Linked DNA regions of Mus musculus: all the other regions are linked to region 3. Evidence: chromatin contacts called from public ChIA-PET, HiChIP or PLAC-seq and promoter capture Hi-C data. All regions are on one chromosome and are shown on one strand. Each heading gives the region's core, a stretch centred on a gene start, on an enhancer-like site or on the middle of the called end of the contact. The rest is flanking DNA. Distances are from core to core; before and after follow the strand shown. Region 1 overlaps Ldlrad3 (low density lipoprotein receptor class A domain containing 3). Region 2 overlaps Ldlrad3 (low density lipoprotein receptor class A domain containing 3). Region 3 holds the start of Commd9 (COMM domain containing 9). Region 4 overlaps Prr5l (proline rich 5 like). Region 5 overlaps Ldlrad3 (low density lipoprotein receptor class A domain containing 3). Region 6 overlaps Prr5l (proline rich 5 like). Region 7 overlaps Traf6 (TNF receptor-associated factor 6).

Region 1 (4,114 bases), core at 1,051-3,550, 150 kb after region 3:
ACTTTCATGTATTAGTTAATTCACTGCTTAGCAACTCTGTGCTTATCTCTCTTTTACAGATGGGAAACGGAGGACAGAAAGAGGAAGTCTCCTGCCTACGGTCCCACAATCGACACAGGCAGTACAGCTGGGATCTGAACAGAGGCTCCAGCAGCCCATGCACAGAGCGCTTGCTCTCTGCTGCCTTTGTCTAAGACACACGAGGAGGCAGGCACACAGGTTCAACTGCAAAAGGTTCACGGTGAGGCAGGGCAGCCTGTGTGACCCAGGTGAGCAGGGCAGAGGTAGGAGCACCCGGAGAGGCCCTGAGGCAAGAGCATGGCGAGTCTGAGAAACAGAAAGGAGATTTTTCGCTGTGGGAGAAGTGGAGGTCACACGTAGCTGAGAGACTAAAAGGGCATTGTGTAGTTCACAGTGAAAAGTACGGCCACGGGGGCGGGGGAGTGATTTAGGTTTGCAAGCATTCGGACCTATATAAAGAAAAAGTGTGATGGTGAATGTTTATAGTCCCAGAAATTGGGAGGTAAAGACAGGAGGATTCCTGGGGTTCACTGACCAACCTACCCTGGGCGAACCAATGGGTGTTAGTTCTTCAGGAGAAAGGTAGGTAGAGTAAAAAGAATTTTTTACTCTGCTTCTCTTATTCATACATATATACATGTATGCATATATATGTATATAATATATATGTATACACACACACACAAATGCTACAAAATAAGTTTTAAAGAAAGAGTTCTGATTCTAGGACATGTGTTGAGATATCTAAACATCTGCAGAGCCCAATAAGGCATAGTTACAGCAGTCCCAACCTGGGTGGCTTCCATCAAGTAGCTAAGTCCCTGGCTGCATCTGTAAAACAGCAGCAATGATATCCAACTCATAAGGCTGTCATATTAGAAGATTTAAGGCCTCTTAGGATAGTGCCAGGGTCACAGGAGGTCTTGCTTTTACATTCCCTGGTAGACAGACTGTGCCCCTAAACTTCAGGTTACCCCACATATTCATTTGGATGTCTATTTGAGGGGAGGAGGTGAGCCTGATAAGGGTAGAGCTGAGAAACAGAAGGGATGAGGCAAAATTAATCTGTGATCAATACTGCTTGTGGCCATTATGGTGACAGGCAGCAGATAAACACATAAATAGAACCGAAGACCAGCTAACCCCGCCAGCTGTTGCCATCAGCCACTTTGCCCAATTACGCAGGCTGTCGCATAGCCTTCTATCATTAGGCACTCAGTGACATTTTATTTGTGGCTGTCCTCCTCCCTCCCTATTGTATTTAGTCGGCTTTCATCTGGGAAGGTCTAGCTAGCCTCACTCGAGGCTCTGACTTGCGGTAATTTAGAGTTAAGCATTATTTTATAGTCTATGTAAATAATGAGTTAGAAGCAGGCTGGATAAAAGGCAATGCCTGCTTCAGCCAGAGCCTCAGCAGACTGCGGGAGGCTGGGTGGCTGGCACAGACTCTCCCTTAGTCAGGTGCTTGGACAGAAACGGGCCTCAGTCTGGCTGGTCTCCCAGAAGATAAAACAACAGCTGAGCAATGGGCCAGTGTTTCTGGCTAAGGGTCCCCCTTCCCCCAATTTTCTACAATCCTACTCCCAATGATTCATCCCCGTTCTGTGACTACAAGCTTGGCCAAGCCACCTTTCTTTTTTATTTTTTAAAGAATTATTTATTTCTTTTATGTATAATAGTACACGGTAGCTATCTTCAGACACACCAGCAGAGGGCATTGTAGATGGTTGTGAGCCATCATGTGGTTGCTGGGAATTGAACTCAGGACCTCTGGAAGAGCAGTCAGTTCTTTTAACCACTGAGCCATCTCTCGAGCCCCAGTTTTTCTTACTAGAAACAGAGTTATTTCCTATTTCCACACCCCACTAGGCTAGGGCTTGACCACATGACTTGGCTTAGCCAAAGCATCTGTGGAATATGGTATGAGCAGAAAGTTAAGACATTCTTGAGCCAGCGTGCATACCTATCACTCTCCAAAGATGGACAGTGATACAGCGTGGAGGCAATGGAGGTAGGACAGAGCTGAGCCCGGTTTACAGACTGGAGCTACTTGTGGCAGAAAGGAGCCCTGCTACAGACTGGGTGCAACAGGCTGATAAAACATATACTAACACCCATTGGGGCTAGGAGTCCTAGGTCCTGCGTTCTATTCCCAGCAACCCCTCCCTTACTCAAAAGAGTAAAGAAAACAGAAAGGGGAAGCAAGTGCCTAGTGGTATGTGCTGCATATGGCCTGCCTGCCTGCCTGCCTGCCCACTCTGCTATGGGGTGGGGTGTAAGGAGAAGCAGCTGGGCAGGAAATGTTTTGTTCACCCATCACTTTCACTGGGTTATGGGTGTCTCTGTCTGGGGCTGGATCACCTGCATCTAAGCTGCTTCCTGCTTAACAATAGTCTTCACAACAGCAGCAAGCAAGCACACTACAACGAATGACTGCTGGGATGTGTTACAGGACCTACTCTACGGTCAGGTCAGTCTCCTTACCCTTATTTCAACAGTCACAATGAAAAATGGGACAAGTCTAGTTCCCATTTTAAAGAGAGACTGAAGTATGGGACTGTTCCCCCTTGAGTTATAAACAGAGCTGAATTGGGTCCCCAACCCCACGTTGAGCACCATTGCCTTGACAGCTACTCCCAGACTCCGGATGGATTTGGCAAAAGGTTCAACCCAACCCTTGCTTTCAACATCATCTTATAAGCCTGTACTTTCCTGTGTGCCCTTCCCACCCAAACCAGGCTGCAAGATACTGGGATGCATGGCAGGTACTTTGTCCAGCAGTAGCTGGGGGCTTAGCTGAGTCACAGAGTAAGGCTCTGTCATCTGCTTAATGGCTTTACACAAGTCCCATCATGTCCCTACAGCTCATTTTCCCCCTCTATAAATAGAGGGGTCTTAGTGATAAGAATGGCTTCCTTAGAAGCTTACAGTGTGTGTGTGTGTGTGTGTGTGTGTGTGTGTGTGTGTGTGTGATGCTAATGGCAGGGCCTGGCACACAGGGAGGGCCCAGGAACCTTTGCTCTTTGATGGGCTGCGAGTGGCAGGAGGTGAAGTTCTGAGGGAGATGGTGTCATGACTTCTGCTCTTCTGCCCTGCTCAGTCTTGAGAAGGAGGCAGCCATCTGATCTCAACACTGTACACTGTGCAGGAAGCCGAGATGCACAACACTTGTAGTGTAAATAGAGGCTGTCCATTCCAAGGACAAATAGTGAGCCACCGAGCTCTCTGCTTACAGTATCTGCTGCTGCCCAAGTCCCCTGCCTGTTTTTTGACTTTCAAGTTGCACCACATTTATCCCCAAGAATAATAATTTACTAAACATGCCAACCCATATAGTAGAGGGAGATGAGCCAGTGGGGGTGGGGTGGGGTGGTGCTGCTGCCGCAACTAGCCCATTTCATGCTGGGGTAGATGCCCTCTGTTCTCCTATACATCTATATGCAGAAGTTCATTTTCCAACTGCACAGACCACTGACAGGCAGCAACGCACGCTTATGAACCTCCATCTATATTCCAGCCTGGGTGCCCCCACTCCGCTCCTGCTCTCTGCTCCCATGTTAGGCAATTCCTCTCCCTTGGTGCCCCTGGCTGCCGCCATCATTCTCACTTAGGCAAACTCTATCTATGTATTTCATTCCTCTAATTTTCTCCCATAAATCAATCCTCCCTCCCCTTGGCTGCTGCTGTTCTGTCTGGATTGTGCTTCTAGTGAGTTGTTCATTTCATCCAATTGTGTATTCAATGAAGGGTTATGAAGTGCCAGCTACGGGCAGGGTACGAGGGGGAGAGGAGTGAAGTAGGGAGCTGTGCCCTGCTTGAGCCTGCTAGAGAGAATAGTGTAAACCGTGGGGTTTATAAACAATGAGGATTCACAAAGTCCAAGATCAAGGCTCTGTTGGCCCGGTGGTCTGGTGATGACCTCTGGCTTCATCAATGGCACGTCCCTGCCTCAGGCCTCTTTTATAAGGGTACTTATGTTATTCACAAGGACCCCCTCTCAGGAAATATTCACTTCCAAAGACCTACCTCCTAATAGAATATTTGGTCCAACTGCTTTGATAAAATACCGACAAAAGCAATTTAAGGAACAAAG
Region 2 (3,986 bases), core at 1,272-3,771, 190 kb after region 3:
CCCAGGAAAAGACCCTGGCTCAAAAACAAGGTAGATGGCTCCTGAAGAGTTTGACCTCTGACCCCCACACTCTAGTAAGTGTACATGATACGCACACACACATAAACATCACATCACATACACATACAAAGTCCTTGAAGAGGCTAGGACAGGCTAAACACTGCATGTCCAAAACAGGGGACGGGGTAGGTGAATGGGTGAGCAGATGGATGGTACCTATGGAGCTGGATGGTGGGTATGGTGCTTGCTTCTTCTTTTTTCTTTTCTTTTTTTTCTTTTTAAGTATTTTTTATTAGGTATTTTCCTCATTTACATTTCCAATGCTATCCCAAAAGTCCCCCATACCCTCCCACACACTCCCCTACCCACCCACTCCCACTTTTTGGCCCTGGCGTTCCCCTGTACTGGGCACATAAAGTTTGCATGACCAATGGGCCTCTCTTTCCAGTGATGGCCGACTAGGCCATCTTTTGATACATATGCAGCTAGAGTCAAGAGCTCCGGGGTACTGGTTAGTTCATATTGTTGTTCCACCTATAGGGTTGCAGATCCCTTTAGCTCCTTGGGTACTTTCTCTAGCTCCTCCATTGGGGGCCCTGTGATCCATCCATTAGCTGACTGTGAGCATCCACTTCTGTGTTTGCTAGGCCCCGGCATAGTCTCACAAGAGACAGCTGGTCAAAATGCATCCACGGAATATCAGAGCAACTGCAGTTGGCATTTAGTGAGTCCTTGCCACACTAGGCAGGGTGCCAAGTACTTCGCACAGATTTTCTCATTTAATCTACCCAGCAGCCACTTGCTGGGATAGCATGCAGGAAAGCTAACGTGACACTCTCAAGACTGCCTCTTCCAGAAGACCTGCTTGCAAGGTCATATCTGGCTTGGCTGGAGTTTGGGACTGTGGTTTGTGGAGAGGGTGGGGACACTCTACCTCTAACAGATCTTATACAAATTCTTCAGTTTAGTTTGTGCTAACATTGGTGTTTCCTTAGAGTCTGGAGTCTAGGAACGTACGAGGCAGATGGTGGTTGTGATCATTAATAGTGACTGTCAACTTAACAGGATCTAGCATCGCCTAGGAGACAGGCCTCTGGGCATGTCTTGTGACAAAACATCTAGGTTAGGTAGGAAATACCCCCTAATTGCAGGACAAATACAAGCAAGAAGGAGCTGAGCAGTGAAAATCATCTTTGCTTGCCAGCCACGGATGCAATGCGATCAGCTATCTCGGGAGCAGCACCTTCAACTGTGAGCCAAACAAGGCCTTCCTTTAGTTGCTTTTGTCAGGGCTTTATATCACAGCAACGGGGAAGTAACTAAGACAGAGACGGTGTGCAGGTGATCAGCCCTGGACAAAAGCTGGGTGCTAAGTCTGAAATGAGCTTGCCCGGAGGGCAGCTCTTCACCACGCTGCTGAAATCCAGATGAACTGAATGCATCCGGTAGAAGTGCTCTAAGAGAGACCTCTGGGGAGCCAAAGCTTGGGCCTCCTCAGGATAGCACTGCCACCATCTTTTGCCTATATTCAATTTGCATTGCACCCTTTTGATGTAATAAACCATGGCCCGTGAAGATGACCTTATGCAGAGAGAAATGATGACCCTGGGAGAGTCTTGCGGAGTCCTGATGGAGTGGGGTATGATGGGTACAGCTTCGATCCCCATTTCAAGGATATGCTTTGAGGATAAAGAGGCTCACTTAAGTTCACACAGCTAGAGAATCGAGTACTGAGGGGAGGCCCAGGCATGTGGACTCCAGAAGCCATGACCTCAATCAACCTAATGGCATGTCTCTCTGCCAAAGGCTGTCACTTCTTCCAACAGAAGCCAGACTCCTGCACTAAAGAAATTTATTTTGCACACCTGCTGTACAAACAGTTTGAACAGAAACAGTTGTAACTTGGACTTGATTTACGGTCCTGCTAAGCCCAGTAGCCCTGGGGGGTGATGCTCTTTCTAGCTAATGGTCCTGTCTGCTCTGGGTGTCGATTAGGAGACAGGAGATGAGATCTATGGCTAAGTGCAGGTAGCAGTCTCACTGAACATCTCTCCAGACTCCTGTCTGCGAGGCCGGAACTACATCCCTCCAAGAAGGAAAAGGCCATTTCTTTGAAACAAATAGACAATAAATTGCCTGCATGTTCCCACTGTCGGTATGATGCCAATTTAGGTGGCAGCTGACTCACGGTCAACAGGGTATAAGGCCTAGCGTGAGTCCAGTTTCAGCCCCGACTTTCTGTAGTGGTGTTTGTGAGTTCCTCACAAAGCATAATCTCAAGAGAGTCCTGGGCTCAAACTCAGACTCCATTTCAGTGATGTTAGACACATTTCTTTATATTGCTGAGTCTCAGTTTCGTCACCGGTACAACCTGCTCACCAGGAGTCTTATAAGACGGAGATGGTTGATTTAAAAGCTTGACTAGAGACACTGACAATGCCTGCTTCTCTTATCACTGCAACAAAAGGCCCGACAGAAGCTACTGTGTGGCTGTTTCCTTTAGAGGGAGGAGCAAGCCTCAGGAGACTCAGACAACTAAGTATTGGAGACTCAAGAAGGTCACATGTTTACAAGACTTCTTAGTTATGTAGCTAAGTAAACACTTGCTATGAGAGAGGAGACTCCAGCAGAACTGCCTGGAAGTTATGCAAGGAGGTCTACGGATGTGAACTGTCACCCATGACGCAGTGGGCAAGGTTTTGATCACCCATATTAAGTAGCAACAGTGAACCCATTGGTCACAAAGCTAGGTTTGGGTGAAACCATCTTTGTTCTGTCACTAGTGCCCTCACTGCCTGGCATGAACAGACATTAGCTTATTCCCTATTAGGAATAGTCACACAGCAGAGCCTGTGGCCAAACAGGGACCAGCAGAACCAAGGATTAAGCAAAGAGGAGCAGAGATGTGGTCCCTGTGATGGGTGATGTGATGCGCAGCTGAGGCTGATTCATCTGAAATGACACCTGCTCAATTACCACAACTAAGGCAGTGGTGGCAGCAGGAAGGTGGTCTCCAGCCTCGGAGCAAGCAGCTCTTCATCTTGAAGAGTGGGTGCAAACCTGACCTGCATATTCAGGGTTGTCCTTATTTTTCCCCTTTTTCCAGAAGCCATTGTTTGAGATGGATCAAGAGTCAGAGACATAGGTCTCTGGGAGACATGTAAGAACTACAGGGTACCAGGAAATGGTATGGTGACACCACTCTGTACGTCCAGAGCAAGTCTCACACATGGGAATACTGAAGCCCGAATAAGACAACACACCCGCCCAAAGTTAGAGAGCTCTTATTGGGTGAACTTGGGTCTTGAGCCTGACTCAGTTGCTTCCAAGTCTAGTTTCTTTCAGTTATGCTGTACTATGTCACAGGTGGCTGCCACAGGACCACATCTGGCTCAGGTCTCTTTCCAGCTTTCGGATACAACAGAAAACAAAAGAAAGAGATCCAGGAACAGAAAGCCCTTCTCCCACATGTCAGAATGTTCCAGGCCTGGGATAGACAGCTCTTCACTAGACCACAAGCCTATGACTCTCAATGTGCCAGAAAGCCCTTGGGGCTACCTCCTCTTAGAAGATGATATAGGCCCATCACCTACAGCTGATGGCCCAGGTCTCTCCAGGTGGCCACCAAACACAATAGCTGGACTAAGAGCCCAGTGTGGTGACACATACCTGCAATGGCAGCACTGAGAACAGCAAGTTTGAAGCCAGCCCAAGTGACACAATGAGGCCCTGCCTCAGTCACCACTCAGTTGGGCCAGAACAGCCATGAATTCAGACAAGCAGACCTACCACACTGCTCAAGTGGTGGCTACGACTCCAGCCCAAGCTGTAGTCATCTAGGGTGCACCTCCTTTGCCTCTGTGCTCGCTGCCTCCAAGGATCTTGCTAGTACAAAGCCAAGACAGGCCAAAGATCCAGAAGCAGGAGCCATAGCTCCTCTGCCATGTTCCCATCTTTGCTTGTAAACATCAGAATGGGCCTCACTG
Region 3 (3,948 bases), core at 1,199-3,698:
TGTGTGTGTGTGTGTGTGTGTGTGTGTATCTAGGGAATTGTCTTGGCTGTTGATTGAGTTGGAAAGGCCCACTCTGAATGTGAGGCGCACCACTTCCTCGGCTGGGTGCTGCTCTGTGTAAGAGTGAAGAAGGCTAGCTGAGCGTAAGCAGCAAGCAAGCAGCAATGTGTGCATTTGGTTTTCTCCCTGCTCCTGACTGTGCCTTTGGTGTGAGCACAGTCTCCAGCTCCTGCCTCAAGGATGGGCTGATATTTGGAACCCTCTCCTCCCGTATTGTTTTCTGTTGGGGTAAAATTATCACAGCGACAGCGATGAAGCTAGAAGGAATGTGCTCTGCTGCACTGACATGTTGATTGCATGTCTTAAGAAATAATTGACATCTGTGATAGTTTGATAACTTAAGTGTATCTATGAAGGAAAATACTCTGTCAAGATGCACTTTTCACTGGAACTAAAATAAATAAATAAATAAACAAACAAAGCAAATTAATCCATTCAAAGTAAACTTTAATTTGGTAGATTTCAGTGTTGGTCAGTCTATAACAAACATGTCTGCCCTTATTCCTACACAGCTGCTCAGCTTCCAAGTTTAGAATTTTTGGAAGCTTTTTACTTGACCTTTTTATCAGGCTGATATCTGGCACGCTTCACATCGTCTCCTGCCAAGTTCTGAGCACTTACAGTTCTCTGACTAATGGTTATAAGTTTGGTTAGCAGCATCTGGAACACTGGTGGTGGAGTCTGAGGTAGCATTTGCAGCAGCTGCTGAAGCTGCTCCCAGACAACAGGATGCATCAGATTGGTCTATACTCTTAGCACATTCCCTGAATCCCTGGTAACTGTTATCCACTGGTAACCCTCCACCAGGCTGGGTTTATTCAAGGAAGAATGACATCTTTAAAGTCAGGTAGCTTGGGAAGCCAGATCCTTCCTTCACAGGTTTCTGTTTCTTTCTTAGTTCTGGAAGCCTGTTCTTGAAGTTGGAGTCACTCCCCATCTTGCAGTTGAAGTAGATACAGTACCCAGCAAAGAGGGCAAGTGCCAGGGGAAATGGCTGCTTTGGCTGTCATCATTGCCCCATCTGGATGTCAGCTTTCCCTAGTAGCTGGCAAACAGTAGTTAGTACCTCATTCTGGAAGCTCACAGCCTGCAGCCACTTTGAATCAAGACATGGAAAGGCTACACCTAAAGACTTATACAATATTTCAAAGCCAGAAAGCCTGGGATGGCTCAGTTGAGTTGTTATGCTTTCAATTTCTCAAGTGCATTGGTTACTGGTGTGTCACTGTGACAGGAACTAGATGGAAACAACTTAGAGGAGGAAGATTTATTCTGGTTCATGGTTTCAGAAGTTGTAGTCCAACATGGCAGAGCAGGGTGGCAATAATGTACAGCCAAGACTTCTTACACAGCAGCAGACAAGACACCATGCAATCAGGCCAGAACCAGAAGCAGCATAACCCCCAAAGGCCTGCCACTAGAGACCTTCACTAGCAAGGTCCCAGATCCTAAGGGTTCTAACATTCAGCAGTCCCACAAAGCTAGGGTCCAAGTGACCACAGGATGAACCTGCAAAACAGATTTCAGACTCAACCCATAGCAAGGTTGTAGTTAAGCCTTTGACCCAGCGACTGCCACTTTCAGACTCTCTGAAGACTGGAGGGTCTGCCTCTGAGGAAGGTGTTGGCAGGTCTTGCTGCATGACCCTCAACACTCAGTTTTAAGGGAAAGAATGCAGACAGAAGAGACCGTGCCGGAGGTGCACAGAGCTAAGATAGTCAATATCTTCACACGCCTTCTTCCTTTCTAACCCCTTTCCTAATCAGCTGCCCTTCAAACCAGACCTCTTCTTGGACCACAGGAAAGTTACTAAGAACCCTAAGTGACTTAGCTTGACTGTCTGGATAAGGCTAGTTACAAAGGCTCCTATCTCTCCACAAACAGAGAAGAAACTATATGCCTTGAAGCGTTGTTTTTTGTTTTTTGTTTTTTTTGTTTTGTTTTGTTTTTAGGGAGTACTGCAGGCATGTGAGCGTGTGTGTGTGTGTGTGTGTGTGTGTGTGTGTGAATTCCAAGAATTCAAATAGGCAAAGCTTCATTTAAATCCAGATGGTGAGTAGGCCGATCTCTTCTGGGCATCTAAGTTGCCAAGGTGTCTGCCAAGTCTGCAGGTGCATTCACCAGATCAGCCAGCCTACCCAGAGGGGCAAAGGCAAAACCAGTTTCCCTGACCTAGGATGTCCAGCCAGTTGTTCCCTGGAAATCATTCTATATCCGAGTTCTCTCAGTATCTCAGCCCTCTGGTCTTTGAGCTTAGTCATACAGGAGGAAGACTTCCTGGTTCTTTGCACGCCGTTCCCGCCAGCCACGGTGAAGAACTACAACTCCCAGCATGTCCTGCGAGGGGTCACGAGGCACGCTCCGCTTGCTCCGGCTGTCACGTGACTCCAGAAAGATGGCGGCCTTGACAGCAGAGCATTTCGTGGCGCTCCAGAGCCTACTGAAGGTATCTTGAAGGGGTGGGGACGCGTGCGGCCACCGTCTTAGGGTCTGGGACTTGGTGCAAAGCAAGAATTGGGAATAAACCGGCCCTGACTTGGAGCATTGTCCCACTCCCACCCTACCCGCCGCGCGTCAGTGCTTCTTTGTGTGACCCTGAGAAAATCGTTCAGCCTTTCTGAGCTTTTAAACAGGAGCAACAAAATTAATCACGCCCAGATATTAAGGTGGAAGTAAAAATCAGATAGTCGATGTAAATACACCCAAGAATTAGTGACCACGAGTGGTTTTATAGATTGGAGCACTTGGGTGACAGTCACCAGTTCCCATTTCATCCCAGTCTTTACGCCTCTCTCAGGGAAATTCTCTCCTTCTTGTCACCCTAGTACTTCTAGGGACGTCATAAAGTTTGAGTTACTCCTTAGAAGGGTGGCTTTGCATTCCCTCTTAGGACTTATTACTAGTGTGCACACACCATGGATGTCTTTGTGTTCTCTTCTGAGGAACATGATTTCTGTTTCTTCTTGTTTTCCTTTCTTCTCTCTTATCCAGTTGAAGATCAGAAATGATCCTCGTGACACTGTCATTATAAGTCACACATATAATGCCCTTTCCGTTATCCATCTTCCTAGTGTGCATTTGCTCAGTCCACTCCTGAGCACTTTGACTTCATTGTTCACAAGCCTATGCCAACAAGAACAAGACCTGGCACCCAGTATGTGCCGAAGAAATAGCTATGAAGGGCTTTAGTATAGTGGAGCTGTGACTAGGATCCAAGAGTTCTCCTTAGCAGCTTTTTCTCTTCCTTGTGGTTGATTTAAGCCATTCCTTTTCCATGCTTGCTTGTCTTGGGACATTTTCTTTTCCTTGGTAAGTTTTGGAAAATAACATATAGCATACTGAAATCATTAGTAATTCCCTTAATGACTACACACTCATGTAGCCAACACCAGACCACAGACTGAGACACCAGTACCCCCAGTGCCTCCCTGGTTACTTACTTCACTTGCCTTCCCAACAGTGCATAGCTTCGGACACCATGTACTATTACTCAGTCTCTGAACTCCACAGAAATGGAACACTTCTTCATATCAGTGTTCACATCTGGCTTCCAGTCATGATTGTAGCAATAGCTCATTTTCACTGCTCTATTGTTTAAATACACTTTATTAAAAGCTAACTATAATATCTCCTGTAGTTGTGGGAAATAATGCAGAGAGATTTTTGTCCCATGTTCCTTAATGGTGACTTCCTGGATATCTACAGAACAATATCACAGTTGGGGTATTTACATTGATCCAGTAAAGCTCCAAGGCATAGCTATCTATGTAAGACCCCTGGGTTGACATCTTACAGCCAAGCTCACTTGCAGTTGGCCTCCAGAATTCCTTGACACTTCAACATTCTTGTATCATTAGTTTTCATTTCAAGAACGTTTGTAAATCTTGG
Region 4 (3,827 bases), core at 322-2,821, 160 kb before region 3:
TCCTTCTCTCTCCCTCTCCCTCTCCCTCCCTTCCTCCCTCCTCTTAAGTTCTCACCTTTCTTAATCTCTAGCTCTCCTTTTCCCCTTCCCTTCCCCCCTTCTCTCCACGTGGTCATGTACGGCATCTCTCTTTCTTTTTACCTTCTCTCTTTCTTTTGCTTTTCTACAATAAAGTTCTAAAACCAAAGACTGTCTCTGTTCATCAAGGCCCGCCATGCTTGAACAATGCAATAGGCTTTCCCCTAAAGAGCCCTGTCTAACCTCCCGCCAGAAGGCCTTACTGCATTCCGGACCAAGGACTCTCACCCTCGTGGAAACAACCTAGCGCCCCATTTCCGGTTGCCCTCTCTTCACTTCAGCCCCGGGGATGACGGAGCTGTCCCAGGGCCTCCACTTTGTTCTCAGCTCTTCTGAGACATATAGGGGTGTCTGGGATGTCCGAGACTGAGAACCTGTTATCTCTGGCTTCCTTGAGACCCAGAGACCTCGGACTGCTCCCTGTCCACCCACCTCAGACTGGGTCTGTGGCTTCCACAGCCAGACACCCACCTGGGGCCATGTGTGGCAGTCCTCTGTATCTGCCTGCCCAGAGAACCTGGTGGGACGCATGTTCTCTCCCACCCCCTTTATTCTCCCACGCCCACTGCCCCACAACTGTCTGCTCTTCCAGAGAACCCAGATTCAATTCACAGCAGCACAAGATGGCTGAGAACCGCCCATAACTCCTGTTCCAGGGAAATCAAAGCCCTTTTCTGGCCTCTTCAGGCTCCAGACACACAAACACGTGTGCACACACACAGGCAAAACACCCATAACACACACAAAACAATAAAATAATTTTTAAAACATGAAGATTAGTGAACTAAAGGCAATGAAGAAGCAGGTTCAAGCTGGAGGATCAGAGGTTGAAGGTCATCCTTGGCTACATAGTAAGGCTGAGGCCAGCTCCGACTACATGAGACCTTGGCTCAAAATTCCTGTTCTTTGTTAAAGACGTTACATAAACAGGAGTTCAAAGCCAACTATTTGAAAACCACTTGTTCCCTGGATGTCTCTCCTGTATGTGAGACCATATATTTCAACACACTTGTTTGGTTTTCTCATTAATCTGTTACAGGGATCTGTTCTAACTACAAGCTTATGGGGATTGAAGTAAAGTTTTTGTTGTTGTTTTGTTTTGCTTTGCTTTGTTTTTTATCTTCCCCTATATTGGAATTGGGCCCTGACTATGATGGAGTTCTTGGCATAATACCACTAACCTACTGGCATCCTGATATCTCCCTGGGTCCCTATCCCTGAAATGACATGAGGCCAGAGAGTAATAAGGAAGGGAGGGTCCATGGAGACAGAGGCAATACAGCATCCAGCTTAAGGAAGAGGCAGAGGGCAGGCAGGAGACTGCCTTCCTTCAATAGCTTTCAAATTTATGTGAAGGGAGTGTGGAAGAGATCAGAGAATGAGCCAGTGAGACCTGGGAGTCAGCTGAATGGAGCCAGCCTCCTCCAGTCTGTGGCTGCTGTGGTAAAGCTAGTATCTCCAGAGAAACAGGACCAGGGCCAGGAGGGCAGCTATTGGAAGGCTCAGCCTTCTACACAAAGAGGCCCAGAAAGGGCAGGCAGCATGCTCTCTGGAAACTGTTCCTTGTCCCCTTGGCTTTGAAGCTTAACTACAAATCCATCACAGTGGGATGAGGGCCAAGTGAGTGTAACCCAGGTGATGTTTCTCATTCTGCACCTTTCTGTGAGTGCAAGCTGCCCTGGCTCTGGAGTACACCAGCCCACACTGGTCTAACAAGCATGTTCAAACACCCACTCTATTGTGGCATAGCTGGACATCAGGGCCCAGTGCAAATGCTGAAGACAGAAACAAGCAAGTGTCTGCCTTGTATGGTCTTACATCTTAGGCAGTAACTGGAGAATCTTTATCAAAAGTCTTTCATGAGGCTGTTTCTACCAAGGCCATGTTTTTGTTGGGAACTATTCTATAGTATATTGTACTATGACATCAGATGTTTCTACTGAGACTGTCTAGACTGTGCTCTCACTAGGAGAAGATCTGATTCACCTCTAGATTCTATACAGAGACTAAGGCACTGCCTGGTTCTGTAGTACCATACAGCCACCAAATCAGGAGACCCAGGCAGAATCTATTCCCTAATCCAAAAGCCCTGCTGTCCCTTGCAGTGAAAGATCTTATAGTACTTACAGAAGTAGAGTGGGGACAGTAGATGAAAGATCTGACTATAAAAGTGACATGGTGGCTACTGTCAAGGGAAGAAATATCATGGGTGGGTTTCCACTCAAATGAGTAACAGATGTTGGATTGGCTAGTTTTATGTCAACTTGACACAAGTCATCTGAGAGGAGGGAACTTCAATTGAAAAAAATGCTTCCATAAGATCTAGCAGTAGGAAAGACTATATGGTGTTTTCTTAATTAGTGATTGATGGGGGGAGGGCTCAGATCATTGTGTGTGGTTTCATCCCTGCATTGGTAGTCCTGGATTCTACATGAAAGCAGATTGAGCAAGCTATGGGGAACAAGTCAGTAAACAGTACCTCTCTACGGTCTCTACTCAGCTCCTGTCTCCAGGTTCCTGTCCTGTTTGAGTTCCTGCCCTCATTGCTTTTGATATTGGACTATTATATAGAACTTTGAGTGACATAAACCATTTCCTTCCTAAGTTGCTTTTGGTCATGGTGTTTCATTATAGTAACAGTAAGCCCAACTAAAGCAGGTATTATACGAAAATACAGTTTCTGGTATTAGATACAGAAAAACTAATGAGAAAGATCAAAGCCATTGGTCAAAGGAGTGGATGAGACAGGCATTACTACAGAGATTGGAACCAGTCTCTAAGGAAGATTGGTAGAAGGGCAGGGTTGCTGCCACATGGTCTCAGAACATCTGTAACTAACAAACCAAGATTTACACTGGCCTTCACTAGAACAAAGCTCTGGGCAGACAACTGGCGCTTGGAACCTCATTATAAGCATCATTATCCACAAGCCTCTAGACTTCAGAGCTAAGTGCTTCTTACCCAGTGAGTACGTGGGGCCTGAGCAGCTGCGGTCCCCGCTGATGCTGAGAAAGGGAGACACCACTTGCTTCACCAGCTCCTCCAGCTGCAAGTAGCCCTCACTTGGGCCTGTGGGCTCGTGAACACTCTACAAATGAACACCCAAGACAGATAAAGGTCAGTGTAATGTCAAAGCAGTGGACATTTGTCAACACCTGCCAATGACCCTCCTCTGTGCAGAGGGCAGTGTGGCCACAGTCAGCCTCCCTGTGGTTAGAATGAAGGATACAGGCCAGAAGCACTGGGCACTTGTCCCAAGTCAATAGATGAAAATGAGAGAGAACAGGAAATGGAGAGGAGGCAGGAGATGAGAGAAAGGATAAATGCAAGATTTGGAGCTGTGTGACTCTCCCAGGGACATGGGACATGGGGACATGGTTTACACTGAGCCTTTCAGAGGGAGCAGCCCTCATTCCTCAGACCCTCTGCCAGGTTGCCTAGCAAAACACAAATGACAGGTTTTCCTGGCCCTGTACAAAATGAAGATGCAGGGCCTTGAACTGAAAATTAGTAAGAATATTGAAGGGGAGATGAGCGTCTATTAAAACAGACACTGAGAGACAAATGTATATCTGAGTTCAAGGCCAGCTTGGTCTACAGATCAAGTTCCAGGACAGCCAGGGCTACATAAAGAACCCTGTCTTGAAAAACAATACATACATACATACATATATACATACGTACATACATACATACATACATACATACATACATACATACATATGATGTTTAAGAAGCAAATCCAGAAA
Region 5 (4,065 bases), core at 1,331-3,830, 220 kb after region 3:
TACAGGCCACCATGCCAGTCTAGCCAGAGGTTTTTGATCAGTTCTGAAGGTGCCAGGCTCAGACAGTGTCTCTGTGAGAGAAAGGAAAGGGTGGACATGAGGGTAGGAGGGGTCTGCTTGCAAAGAAGGGAGTCAGTAAGACAGAACGGGGGCAAGAGAGGGCAGCGGGTGTTGCATGCAGTCACAGTACATTGCATATAATTTTGATATTGTAAAAATAAATTAGAGACTCTCTAGTCGTGCCTGCATTATAAGAATGCAACACATTATCTTTGTAAAATTATTTTTTCCTCATCTGTTTCTAGATTTAAAAAAAAAAATCCATTAAGCAATTGCACATGAGCCGTGTCGCAGCCCAAAGTGTGAGTATGAATTAAAAAACAAAAATAAAAAACTATACTGTCACAGCCTAACTCAGATCCACAAGACTGGTCTGGATGTGCCAGGAAAAAGAATTTTGTTTCTCTGTTCTGTAATTTTGTAGCCATTTAAATTTTATTAGCAATTACCGGGCCCGTTACCACTGACTGTATTTTGCAGTTACAGCCAAGACCTGGCAACTGGGAGCTTGCCCAAATGACAGGGGGCCCAAGTGGACCTGGCCATATTTACTCCAGATGCACTGGAATGTGAACCCCCACCCCCACTATGAACCACTTCATCAGGATTCTCTCATAGGCAGACCCATGCTGATAACTGTGCAGCTTGCTGAAAGCGGGAGGGGCGTGAGATGGGACAAGGCAAATTGAAGTGAAGAGCTGATCTCAAAGATGACTCCACACTGCTAAGGGTGGTGTGACAGGGCAGGCATTTAAACTGGAAGTTTCCTGACAGGTCCCAAAGGACAGCTTCTACTTAGAGAGACACAGAAAGCTGAGAGGATCTTGGTCATGTTCTAGTACATCATGTCCAATTTCCCTGTCATCACCAGAACAGGGCTAGAAGAGCATGGGCAGGGATATGGGACAAGAAGCTTTGATATAGAAGCAGTAGTAATAGTAACAATAACAAGAAGAACATCCAACAACAATAATAATGATGGTAATAAATATTAACAATAATAATAAACAACTGTGCCTAAATTAGGATGTTCTGTGATTAAGAGGCTGGTCTTTTCATGGTGACACGATATCCAGCATGTGCCTCCTGGATTTCTTTCTAAACTCCTGGAAGCCTTCATTCCACAGATCTGCTCATCTTCTTCCCTAACCAAAGCCTGGAGTCTTCTGTCCGGACTCCTAGTAGAGAGCCACTCTTCTCACCTTCCAAGTGGTGGGCGATGGTCCAGTCTGAGCTGGAGATGGACCACTGCCATCATCGCGTGTCCCTCAACAGGGGCTGAGCGATACTCAACTGGGCACCCCGTATCACAAGTCCAGTTATCCTATCTCCAGCAAATGGCTCTGGGAAGGAGAGATGCTCATTCTTACCCCATGTACTGTTTCTCTGAACATCCATGATGACTTCGGATCAAGTCGTTTACCCTCCTTAACTTAGAATATGAATAATAATCCAACCTGCCTTTGATGCCTAAAAAAAGCATGTGGGAAATTGTATTAAAATTCTTCTTACAGAACACAAAATGTAACCCTTGTTAAGTACCAGAAGGGTACATGGTGCTCACACATTCTTCCTATGTCTTCACATCTGTCCCATTCCAATTTCACAGACAAGGAAGCAGAAGCTCCAAAATGCCAAGGGCAGGTGAGGAGTCTATGCCAGGAAGTGACCCTTCTGCCAGTAACAGTTCAATTAGTGTTCTGGGTATGCCAGCTGCTGAGGGAAGAATGTGAAACAAAGTTTGGGCTCCATTTTGTTTTCCCCAATGCCCACAGAATCGAAAGGCCACCAAGGCAGTGTCTTGCCCAGATACCACAGTTCCACTGGATGGAGATAGGATATGACACAGACAATGTGGCTATACAGCAGGTCCCTCCCACTGTACATGATGACTCTCATCCTGCCTGCCCAACACCCTAAGGAAGGCATGCACACATAGTGCATTTATCTGTGGGGAAATGTTCAACTGCCTTGGTTGAAACATCTAATACCGTCAATCTAGGATGGTGCTGATGGCAGAGCACGCCACTGCTTTATGTGCAACGAAGACCAAAACACTGTGGTGGTCATTCTAGGACCTCATGTTTCCTGACTCTATCAGATCGTATGGACAGGACAACAATCCATTTACAGCTATAGCCATCTTGACTGCCTTCAGATGAACAAGAAGTTGAAAGGCAGGGCAAATGAGAAGTGTAGTTTTTTCTTGTTTTGTTTTGTTTTTGGCAAGTTCAGATTCTAATGTTGAATCTCTCTTTTGCTCTCCCCTTCCCCCCTTTTTTAAAAAAGAAAATCTAATAAGCCCAATTTTCATGTGTGAGCTTACAATTTATAAAGATTAGCAGCTAACCCATATTCTTAGTGTTCTGCGCAAGGCAAACACACTGGACTTAAAGGCCCTGAACTAGCAGGGACATCGCAGCCGTAGGCGGGGCTGGAAGGCAGAAAGCTGGCGACGGGGTGTTTCATCTCCAGCACGCTGCCTACCCACACCCACGGCGGAGAAAAGCACAGCTCTGCCAGGCTGCGTTCTCACCAACCAGCACGCTGAGTGTGTCCTCATCACAGAAGTGGAGGAGTCGAGATACCACATGACAGAAGAAAGAGTAGTATAACCAATTTAAATATATTTATACTTATTCTATCCTCCAGAGAGGGCACACCTCACACTTAGACTTTGCACTTCTAGTCTCCAAAACTGTGGAAGAGCCACTTTGTGTCATCCGGGGTGTGATACAGTGTTCTAGAAGTTCTAAGAAACTGATAAGCCCAGCGAGCTGGGGAGCACTTTGTCTTTTTTTTTTTCCTCATGCAAAACTTCTGGCATCTTTTGGGAAAAACAAAAGCAGAACTACCGGGGTCTCTTAAGCAAAGGCTGCAAGAGAGAAGATTTATGGGAAGTCTGACAACCTGGATTTGTTCCTATATAGGTGACTGGCAGGTCCTACCTAGGAATGAGGGATTCTAACATCAGAACCAAGAATCTTTTCTCATGGCGGCTGTACAGGTATAAAATGCAAGCGTGGGGGAAGAGGGAGAGGAGCGTCTGCATCAAGTTTTAAAATGGTTTCAGGCCAGTGTATGAAGTGAAAGGTCTCTATGCACAGGTACTGGAGAAGGCTACAGGTCACAAAACGGAACACAACCAGACAAATCCACATAGGTATGCTCAGCTCTGAGGACAAGCCAACCACAGCCACTCTGGCAGTTGGGGACCAACTCCAGGTTCACTGCAGGTTCACTGAGGCTGAGACTCTGGGAAGAATGCAGAGGAGGCTCCACCAAGAGCCACACTCAACTCAGGTCTGCAAAGATTTGTTCTTTTTCCCTCTGGCACCAGCTTGGGTATCCAGCTGGCTCTCTAGAGAGATAAGCTGAAGGACATTTTGACATTGGCTGGCTAAAGACTCCCTCAAACAAAAAGATATTGAGCCAGGAAATAAAACAGTTTCTGTGGCAGAGCCTCGCTTACTGGAGTGTAGGAAGGTGAGGGACCGGGCATGTGGAGGCTGCAGCCGACCATACCATGCTGGGCAGATAGAGACCTCACGCAATTTTCTGCTTGTTCAGAGGTGGATAGTATACTGTTGCCCGAGGCACAATACCTATTGGATAAGATCAGCTTCTTTCTGATTACATCATGCAATGAATGATTTGAACATGCCCTCTGGTGAAGGTGCGGAGACAGTCCCTTATCTTATAGCCAAGGAAGTATGTGCTGAGAAAAGTATAGTAGCACTGAGGGCGTCGGGGACTGTGAGAACCCAGCATGGTCTGGCCCTAAAGCCCTGTTCTGAACTATAGGATATATGATTTCACCTTTGGGATGGAAGAACCCAAGGGTCTGGACGTGACTGAGTTACCAGAGGTATTTAAAAACACACAGCAAAATAACACAAGTAGGAAAGAAAGAACACACAAGAGTATACACATGGGTCAGCATGAAACCACAATCAGTCTCTGGGCCACTCTGAGGGCCACTTCTGTTGTCAGAAGTCCAACTCC
Region 6 (3,882 bases), core at 736-3,235, 130 kb before region 3:
ATGGGACTTTCTGAGCTTGGGGCGAGACTTGTAGCAAACAGAGCAACCCACAGATGCAGAACTGAGAAATGGAGGTATTTGTCACCCTGCTCCCCCATACATTGAACCACAGAGATACCTTACTAAGGAATCCAAAAATGCAGATCATTTTATAATATCCATTTTCAAACACGCCAGAGAACCAATTATCCCTCCAGGCAGTCCCTGGGATAGAGTTCTACTCCGAAACCTCAATTTTCCTCTCAGGCACAATTCAAAACAGACGGGGGGGGGGGGGGGGAGAGTCAAAACTGGAAATGTCAGAAATTTTTCTGGCCACTGTCTCTCAGAAATCTATTCAGGTTCCTGCAGCCCAAACAGGCTGTCTTCTCTGTGTGCAGAGCAGAGATAAGCCGAATTTTTTTTTACCTGCTGTCTCTGCCCTCACCCCAGGTCATTTTCATTATTCTTCACTGTGGATGTTCTTTCTTTAAAATTGTAAAATAAAAATGCTCACTTGCTCTAAGGTAGAGACCCAGACAGGAAGAGCTCTGGCTATGACTCTGCAAGTGCCAAGCTCTCACCGGGAGAGGAGGGTCCCACAAAAGGGCAAAGCCAACTTTCAAAAGCAGGTTGGGGGGGAAGGTCGTGCAGACCTCACGCTGAGGTGGGGGGGGGGGGGCATCGTGCAGACCTCACATTGAGGGAGCTTGTTTACATTCTTCTGAAACAACCGGGGGTTGAGGGACTTTCCTGATTGTCCTAGGGCTCGGCTCCTGAAGGCTCGCCCTCCCGCCCGCCACCCCCCCCCCTGCTTTGCTCCAGATCCTTTGTTTGAGCCTCTTGGGGCTTTGCCCCTGAACTGTTGTGAAGCTTCCCAGATCCCAGGGACTCCTTGCTGTGTGGAGATTTCTTGTGCAGATTTGAAAACCTCAGCGGTACCCAGCCCCAGTCTTCCCACTTGAATGTCTCCTGAACTACCTTCACCACGGTGGCCACAGGCAGGAACACCTGCATTGTTATCCTTTATGAACATTTTTTTTTCTTTAAGCTGTTTGTCAAAATTGTCACTGCGTGCTAAAAGAAACCGGTAGCAGCACCCCTTACCACAAGTGGAAAACTCGCTCAGAAATTAACTAACAGCAAACAAATACTGACAGTCACCTATCCCTAGCTAAAACTGCCAAGTTCAAGGTTAGCTCCCTTTTCCTTAACTAAGGAGGCTGCCAAGTCCTGGAGAAGATGGCATAGACTTTCTCTGGCATGACAATAAGGGATAAAGCAAACATTTTCTAAGCCCACCTCTGATGATATTCACTGCCACATTTAGGTTCCTAAATGTCACTTCTGATATGTATTGTTGACAACTCTAAACCGTTGACAGAGGTAAATGGAAGGAAAGTAAATGCTTAGAAACATTGGGGGGAGGGGTGGGGCTGGAAACAAACACCCACAACTTAAAAACAACTGCATTATAAGTGTGTCTAGACGAGTCTTTTTCCAGTTTAGCACCCTAAATAAGAAAAACCCCCGCATTCAAAGTTCTGAAAAAGCATTCCCCACACCACACGCTGAGAAAAAGACGTGGGGTTCACCAAGCACCTTCTCCGGTTAGGTTCCTGGTAGGAAATGGCATGTGGTTGTTAGTTTTGAAGTCTCTGGCATCTTTGTAAGCAGTATTAGCCACCTCCCAAAACCTCAGGGCTTCCCATGTGCACAAGTCCCCACCAGACACACCCTTCCTACCGGCCTAGGGGTAACCCCCAAGGCCAAACAACAGCTGGCATTTAAAACTTGACTGAAACCACAGGGACCCCATCTCTTTCAAATGTCAAGGCAGAAGGCAGCCTAGCCCGGCAGGCTCCTTTCTTCAGGACTTATGAAGAAGAAGAAAAAAAACAAAACAAAACAAAACTATTTTCAGTAGCCTGCCTTCAAACCAATCAATAGAGACCACAGGGGAGCAGAGTAAGGTAGAGGCTGGCCTTTGAGTGAAGGGCAAATAAGATGACTCACAGTTAGGACTCACTATCACATTCTGAGACTTCATCCCTCCCTTCCTCCCCCTAGCCGGGTAACCTGACTGAATTTCAGGTTTCCACTGGGTCTTGATCTAACTAGATTTAGGGTTACTGTCTCTCTCTCTCTTTCTCTCTCCCTCTCCCTCTCCCTCTCCCTCTCCCTCTCCCTCTCCCTCTCCCTCTCTCTCTCTCTCTCTCTCTCTCTCTCTCTCTCTCTCTCTCTCAGACTATGCATGTATATGCAAGAGTGCACACACCTGCACATACACACGTGAATATGAGCTTGCGTTTAGCTGACTGACATCTGTCATCCTTTAATAGTGGACATAAGAGTTGATCACTTCCTGATACTGAGTCAATAAACAAAATGATGTCCCACTTTCTAACTGCAAAAATCTCTCCAAACAGTTTTAAAATTGAGCTCTACTTGGACACAAAATAACACAAAACAAACTACCACCAAAAGCCTATGTGTTTTTAACCTTCCTTTCCCATTCGAATGGATGGGGTTGTGCCTCAGCATAAGAAATAAGAACCAGGATAAATTTAACAAACACTTACTCTCTTATTGTGCTAGCCCGTAAGGCTTTGTAAATAAAAATGTATTTAGTCCCTACAGTAACCCTATATGGGTAGGTCCTAAAGGTTAGGTCCTGGTTTTGTAGAAGAGGAAACTGAAAGAGACAGAAATGGCAACTTGCTCCCAGCAACACACTCAGTAAATGGCCGTGCTGGTTCCTGAACCTGGGTAGCCTGTAGCAAGGTCCATGATCATGACCACCATGTTATGTTGCCATGTTTCATGCTATGTTATGTTACATGCTACAACTAGCATTGAGTTCTCCACCGCTGTTATTTCATGTAAACCACATAATAGGGTAAACTATATTTTTGTCCTCATCTTACAAACAAGAAAACTGAGCCAGACAGAAATAAAGCAGCTTGCCCAGACCCACCTAGCAAATGAGTGAGAACCGGGAGCTGACGTCATGGGAGGGAGGGTCACATAGCCGGCTACTCACCATCAACACCCAAATCCCCCCTGCTCAGAGGTAACGAAGCAGCTTATGTCTATGACTTAGAAACTGTCCTTTGCAGGCACACACACACACACACACACACACACACACACACACACAGGGGAGCAGACAGACAGACACCCCCCCCCCCCCCACACACACACACCTGGGACTTTGGATTTCTTAGCCCCACAACAATGCATAGGCAGGAGGGAAGTCTGCCTATCATACCAATCCTGCTGTCAACAGAACAGACCAGGAGGCCTAGTGACAAGAAATAAACTGTTCAAAGGGCACATAACCCAACTAGACACCACACATAGGACAGGCGGGATTTAGGGCAGTGGTGGAAGTCACTGTCCTCTGGTGGAAAGCTATGTCTTCAGGAATATCAAGTGGATTCTGCCTTTTCCTGCCTGTGTCCCAGAGCTGGACAGTGCAGCTCTCCAGGGACTGTGTGATGTGGAATACACAATCCAGAGTAAGCAGCAGGGAGGAGAAAAGAGCCTTCTAGAAAGCAGGCCATGTGCCTGCTTATTATGGTTTATTCTGGAAACTTTTTTTTTCTCTCAAAAAAAGAAAAAGTGTTTTTCTGTAAGTTAAAGACATATTTTAGAGCTTCTGAGGCACAATTTCTCTTATGATAAGGACAGACAGATGGACCCCAAAGGAGCAACAGTCTCTAACAGTATAAATGAGTCCCGAGACTCAAACGCCTGAGACTGCAAGGGATCTGACTGATCTCCACTCACATCAGGGACCAAGTGGGTGCAGCAGCTCCTTCAGCCCATGTAACTGTGGGTGGGCACTGAGGGAGCAGTCACTGAGTATGGATACCCCTCCCTGTGGGTATGTGAACTGCA
Region 7 (4,080 bases), core at 407-2,906, 190 kb before region 3:
GCTCAATCGTTTAATAAGACCGGTGCCTTAAAAACTTGAGGGGTTTTTAGGACACTGATTACTATATTAAACATGAAAATCACCACTGCCTGTGCTGGTGCCAGTAGAGAAGTTACCGCTCTGGTGTTGAGTTCTCATTTAGTTGACTCCTGTGAATTTCAGAGGCTTTGAACCATGATCCCTGGAAGGCTTAAGTTCTCAAGTACTCCCTCCTCTATAGTTCACTAAGGATCCAGGGACTGGTTTAACCCTTACTTAGTGTGAATGTATTGTCCACTGAACACCAAGCATCCCCCACTACTTTCCTGTTTTGAAATATGCTCCAGGCGGCCTCTTCCCAGTCTGTAAGACCGCGGTCATGTGCTTGCCAACTGCTGAGTGTTACTGCCATGGAACCTTTCTTGTCTGTCCCGTGCAGCTTGGTTTCCACAGCCGGTTGCATATCTTCTGTTGCTTGCAAACACAAAATCACCAGCCCAAACGAGTGATTTAGCTCACTAGCCATTAAATGGCATCTCGTGGATGATGACAGCAACTCTTACAGCCAGGAAACTTCAGCCCCTCTTAACTAGCTTTTGATTTAGCTTATAAGGTTAATTGAAATAAAATTGATTTTTCTCAAGGGGTTGGAGAATTGGCTCAGTGGTTAAGAGCCTTGGCTGCTCTTCCAGAGGATCCCCAGTCTGTAACTCCAGTTCCAGGGCATCTGACACCCTCATACAGACACTCATGCAGGCAAAACACCAGTGCACATAAAATTAAACAAACAAATAAATAAATAAATTGATTTCCTCAAAACAGAATTTATTGGAACTTGGGAAATTGTAGGTACCTGAGAGATGCCTAAACCAAGGTTGGCTATCACGGTTGTGTGGACACTCAGCTTGAGTGGTGGCTTTGTCCAGCTCAGTAGAGGTTCTGATCTGTGACCCTAATGTGGAGAGGTGACTGTCGTGCTGCTGTGTATTTGTTAATGTCCTGTACATATACAGTACTTTGGAGTCTAGTTCTCAGGGAGCCCTACGACTAGTTAGAGCCTTTGTAAGGAAGCAGAGGGGATCCTCTCCTGCTGTTTACACAAGATCAGCTATGTGTTCTGGTGGTAAGAAAGGCATCCGTGCCTTCAGCTGAATCAGAGACCCGAGCAGTGCTCTGACCTGCCCTGTTCCCAGAGAACGCTCAGAGCCTCCACCAAGGAGTCTGTTTCTCAGCTGTAGCCAGCCAGGGCCACTTTGACCTCTTCATTTTCCCCTGCTTCCATCCTTCCCCTATAAAGGTGAGGGGAAGACCTTGTCCCCTACCATTATCACAAGCTCATCACAGGTCTCTTCTGTTGGATCCAGGAAATGTGTGTCCCTTAGCTGTGCCTCCAGCAGCCCTGAGCTGCTTGTAGCAACTTCTGCCTAAGGAGCACTGCATGGTCTTATACTGTAGTTGTTTCCCAGTGGAGTAATAAATGTGGGCTTGTTTGTTGTTTCTTTAAAGCAAGCAGTAGCTGTGTCTATATTTATTTAGAAATTGCCTGAAGAAGATTACTCAACTATTTGAAGACTTATTTTCTATATGCCTTTCTTAATTTTTTTATGTTATATGTCACCACAAAAATATGAACTCCCCAACCCCCTCTCCGTTTTTTGAAAAAGGAAATGACATTTAAGAACTTCCTCATCAGATTTCTCTTTTTAAAATATCTGTATTAGGAAGAGCAGTCGTTTCCTGCCGTGGTTTTGACTTTTTTTAAAAAAAACTCTAACATCTTTTAAAGTTTTTTTGCATAAGTTAAACTGTTCCCAGCTTTAAATTGTCCTCCCTATAGGGCAAGTTGGACTAGGTGTTTCTAGTATCCGCATTGAGAAGCCCAGTGCTGAGCCACAATACTCACTAAAAGGCTTTCCCCGTAGAGGTGTGACTGCCCCTAACTGCTAACACGGATGGTTCACTGCAGTGTAATGTCCATCCGCTAGAATACACCTCAGGTAGTTTTAGAACTTGCAGCATTTGGTGTTTGTAATAAGCCAACCAGTTACTTTATGTTACTCAATTGCCACGAATGCAGAGTAAAACTAATCAAGCTGACATTCAAGGTCAACACTTAGTAAGGTCAACTCAGGATCAAGTCTTAGCCTAGAAAGCCGCTTTCTTTACTTCACCACTTTCTGAACATTCTCTTTGTACCAATGGGCCTATAAGAATCCGTATAGTCCAGAGTGCATTGGCCATCTTTCCTTACCAATCTAGAACACTGCTGAATTTAAAGTTGTTTCTTCTTAGAAAAATGCCTACCTTACTATTGAAGATTTTTCCCCAAGTCATATATTTCCCTCTTAGAAATCAGGCCAGACGGCAGTTCTAGTTTGGAAGTTGGTTACAGTCCTTTGGCTGTTACCATCTCTAGCCATTCTGCTTTCTTCTGGAGAATGAAGAGGAGAAAAGTGCATTAAAGTACAAAAGGTGTCCTCTCACCCTCGGAAGATCAACTGACAGGTGTTGGATGATCTCCAACAAGTAAATTTTGTGACCAGTATAAAGTTGAATTTGTACCAATATCAAACAAAGTCTGACCAATGTAAATTATGTGCACAATTAGAATATCTTCTCCTTAAGGAGAGGTTGCTTGTTTCTGCTTTACCTGGAGTTTCCTTCTTTCGCATGTGACTGGAAAACGTTTTAACTTTAACTATCGAGGTGATTCTTACTTAAGACTTTGAAGTGCTTTTCTCTCTTTTTCTGTCGTTAACACACATCTTTTCTTGACTTGACTCAAATTCTCGCCATTGTTACAGTTTTTTATGGGGTGTTTGGTGATTAGTTTGCTGGCTGCCTTGAGGGAGTGAACAGGGCACGGTCAAGCGTCGTTTGATTGTCTGTTGAAATACTCTTTAAATGTCGGCATTCTCAGGGTAACTGTCATTTGTTTCAAAGTTGATGTGATTGTCTGGGAAATGGATGGATGCTTCCCAATTCCCAGAATCCAGAAAAATGAAACCAGATGTGATCAACCTGAACTTGGGACACTCTCGGTCACAAGCGTTGAAGTCACTCAAAAAGGACTAAGCTAGTTATTTCTCTGTGGGTCCTCTGTGTCTTTGATGTTTTAAATTGCTCAGCCCCGCCCCAATAAATAAATAAATAAATAAGAAAAGAAAAGAGTTGTAGTTTTTCACATTGTGGAATGTGGAGAGGAACTCCTTTTCCTGTCCTGTGTCTCCTCAGCGGAGCCCAGCCCTGCCTGACACAGGAGAAAAGGGTGGCCTGTTGGTCACCTGCCCTTCAGAATGTAGCCCCATCTGACTCCTAAAACCCCAGTTTCCTTCAGTGCAGGCTCCAGGAGAGGGCAGAGACCCCATTCTGGTCACTGCTGAACCCCTGTTTTTAGCATACTGTGCATGGGCCTGGCCAATAGTCACAAGCTTTAATGGGAGCCAGGGCAGAAGCTGACTGGCTGCTGGGTAGCCTACTTGTCATGTAAGTCAGTTGGTAAAGTGAGAGTGTTCTTTTTTCTGCTTTTCTCCCGGGACTTTGCTACTGCAGTTCTCAAACATGGAAGTGAGTTTAAGACCTAGTGAACACCTCCCACCTAGGATCTGCAGTGACATTGGGTGTGCTCTGATTTAATGCTTCTATCATGTAAATTCTAATTTCTCCTTAAGGCTGTTCAATCCTGAAATAATTAAACAACTTGAAGTTGTATAAAATTCTCCTTGGAAACTTGTGATATTTTATTGTAATTTATCTTGTAGCTTCTGCTTTATGCCAACTTAAAATTTGTGGAAATGTTGTGAGGAACTTTACTCTTATGTCTTTGTCTACAGGAGTATTTTTATAAAGGATTTATTTGCACGTTGCTGGTTATGTAGAATGTTACTTTACTACTTGAGTTCATTCCATGGGTAAAGGTATAATTTGAGACACATTTTGCTAAATATATGATTTCAGGATTATGTTCCCTGGGGACTGAAAATGACTGATTTAACATATAGCTACTAAATTTGGAATCAGGATTGTTGCGAGGGTCTCTGTGGCCTCCATAGCCAGCAGAGTGGTAATCCTCAGGAGGCAAGAAAGCAGTTCAGTTCAGTG

The links. Promoter capture Hi-C pulls out the DNA fragments that hold promoters and counts their contacts. ChIA-PET counts read pairs in DNA pulled down with a chosen protein or histone mark. HiChIP or PLAC-seq counts read pairs in DNA pulled down with a chosen protein or histone mark.
Region 1: a promoter capture Hi-C map of the HPC-7 cell line shows a contact between it and region 3. The contact joins the enhancer-like site here to the promoter of Commd9 in region 3. A contact is called at or near these places in 6 of 39 promoter capture datasets (the C10 cell line, the HPC-7 cell line, liver and 2 more), 2 of 484 Hi-C or Micro-C datasets (erythroblasts and stem cell-derived neural stem cells), 2 of 115 datasets of contacts at active chromatin or transcription factors (the HPC-7 cell line and memory CD8 T cells) and 1 of 9 other capture datasets (pancreatic islet).
Region 2: a contact with region 3 is called in a promoter capture Hi-C map of the C10 cell line. The contact joins the enhancer-like site here to the promoter of Commd9 in region 3. A contact is called at or near these places in 4 of 39 promoter capture datasets (the C10 cell line, embryonic stem cells, liver and 1 more), 3 of 484 Hi-C or Micro-C datasets (brain, regulatory T cells and stem cell-derived neural progenitor cells), 1 of 115 datasets of contacts at active chromatin or transcription factors (embryonic forebrain) and 2 of 9 other capture datasets (adipose tissue and pancreatic islet).
Region 4: a contact with region 3 is called in a promoter capture Hi-C map of liver. The contact joins the enhancer-like site here to the promoter of Commd9 in region 3. A contact is called at or near these places in 6 of 39 promoter capture datasets (the C10 cell line, the HPC-7 cell line, embryonic stem cells and 3 more), 1 of 15 datasets of contacts at CTCF or cohesin (the NIH/3T3 cell line), 23 of 484 Hi-C or Micro-C datasets (DN2 thymocytes, the Patski cell line, Th2 cells and 12 more), 11 of 115 datasets of contacts at active chromatin or transcription factors (the 230-238 cell line, acute myeloid leukemia, bone marrow-derived macrophages and 6 more) and 3 of 9 other capture datasets (adipose tissue, liver and pancreatic islet).
Region 5: a contact with region 3 is called in a promoter capture Hi-C map of hippocampal neurons, with 2.1 times the contacts expected there. The contact joins the enhancer-like site here to the promoter of Commd9 in region 3. A contact is called at or near these places in 7 of 39 promoter capture datasets (the 3T3-L1 cell line, the C10 cell line, hippocampal neurons and 2 more), 2 of 484 Hi-C or Micro-C datasets (the STO cell line and neural stem cells) and 2 of 115 datasets of contacts at active chromatin or transcription factors (double positive thymocytes and large pre-B cells).
Region 6: a contact with region 3 is called in an RNA polymerase II ChIA-PET map of effector CD8 T cells, with 9 read pairs. The contact joins the enhancer-like site here to the promoter of Commd9 in region 3. A contact is called at or near these places in 6 of 39 promoter capture datasets (the 3T3-L1 cell line, 3T3-L1-derived adipocytes, the C10 cell line and 2 more), 1 of 484 Hi-C or Micro-C datasets (nephron progenitors), 4 of 115 datasets of contacts at active chromatin or transcription factors (bone marrow-derived macrophages, effector CD8 T cells, memory CD8 T cells and 1 more) and 3 of 9 other capture datasets (adipose tissue, liver and macrophages).
Region 7: an H3K4me3 HiChIP or PLAC-seq map of bone marrow-derived macrophages shows a contact between it and region 3, with 5 times the contacts expected there. The contact joins the enhancer-like site here to the promoter of Commd9 in region 3. A contact is called at or near these places in 31 of 39 promoter capture datasets (the 3T3-L1 cell line, 3T3-L1-derived adipocytes, the C10 cell line and 19 more), 6 of 15 datasets of contacts at CTCF or cohesin (CD8 T cells, the NIH/3T3 cell line, liver and 2 more), 189 of 484 Hi-C or Micro-C datasets (the 3T3-L1 cell line, 3T3-L1-derived adipocytes, the AML12 cell line and 105 more), 36 of 115 datasets of contacts at active chromatin or transcription factors (the 230-238 cell line, the HPC-7 cell line, the NIH/3T3 cell line and 24 more) and 5 of 9 other capture datasets (adipose tissue, bone marrow-derived macrophages, liver and 2 more).

Annotation. Positions count from the first base shown.
Region 1 is chr2:102,037,216-102,041,329 of GRCm38.p6, forward strand. The region is part of intron 4 of Ldlrad3 (low density lipoprotein receptor class A domain containing 3); the gene reads right to left. Among named protein-coding and RNA genes, the nearest start is that of Gm39888, 47 kb to the left of the region's middle. Within about 2 kb of position 2,301, at least 161 of the 459 cell types and tissues checked have an H3K27ac peak or open chromatin away from gene starts, as enhancers often do. A contact at or near this core is called in the HPC-7 cell line, erythroblasts, pancreatic islet and 1 more, where this site is marked.
Region 2 is chr2:102,070,485-102,074,470 of GRCm38.p6, forward strand. All of the region lies in intron 2 of Ldlrad3 (low density lipoprotein receptor class A domain containing 3), which reads right to left. Among named protein-coding and RNA genes, the nearest start is that of Gm39888, 81 kb to the left of the region's middle. Within about 2 kb of position 2,522, at least 13 of the 459 cell types and tissues checked have an H3K27ac peak or open chromatin away from gene starts, as enhancers often do.
Region 3 is chr2:101,883,814-101,887,761 of GRCm38.p6, forward strand. Commd9 (COMM domain containing 9) reads left to right here and starts at 2,449. Exons shown (of 6, transcript NM_029635.3): 1 at 2,449-2,506. The coding sequence starts at 2,456.
Region 4 is chr2:101,726,385-101,730,211 of GRCm38.p6, forward strand. Prr5l (proline rich 5 like) reads right to left here. Exons shown (of 9, transcript NM_175181.5): 8 at 3,040-3,166. Among named protein-coding and RNA genes, the nearest start is that of Traf6, 50 kb to the left of the region's middle. Within about 2 kb of position 1,572, at least 13 of the 459 cell types and tissues checked have an H3K27ac peak or open chromatin away from gene starts, as enhancers often do. A contact at or near this core is called in liver, where this site is marked.
Region 5 is chr2:102,101,586-102,105,650 of GRCm38.p6, forward strand. All of the region lies in intron 2 of Ldlrad3 (low density lipoprotein receptor class A domain containing 3), which reads right to left. Among named protein-coding and RNA genes, the nearest start is that of Ldlrad3, 83 kb to the right of the region's middle. Within about 2 kb of position 2,581, at least 16 of the 459 cell types and tissues checked have an H3K27ac peak or open chromatin away from gene starts, as enhancers often do.
Region 6 is chr2:101,754,591-101,758,472 of GRCm38.p6, forward strand. The region is part of intron 4 of Prr5l (proline rich 5 like); the gene reads right to left. Among named protein-coding and RNA genes, the nearest start is that of Prr5l, 41 kb to the right of the region's middle. Within about 2 kb of position 1,986, at least 88 of the 459 cell types and tissues checked have an H3K27ac peak or open chromatin away from gene starts, as enhancers often do. A contact at or near this core is called in effector CD8 T cells and memory CD8 T cells, where this site is marked.
Region 7 is chr2:101,697,830-101,701,909 of GRCm38.p6, forward strand. It overlaps Traf6 (TNF receptor-associated factor 6), which reads left to right. Exons shown (of 7, transcript NM_001303273.1): 7 at 1-3,839. Among named protein-coding and RNA genes, the nearest start is that of Traf6, 21 kb to the left of the region's middle. Within about 2 kb of position 1,657, at least 21 of the 459 cell types and tissues checked have an H3K27ac peak or open chromatin away from gene starts, as enhancers often do. A contact at or near this core is called in B cells, acute myeloid leukemia, bone marrow-derived macrophages and 4 more, where this site is marked.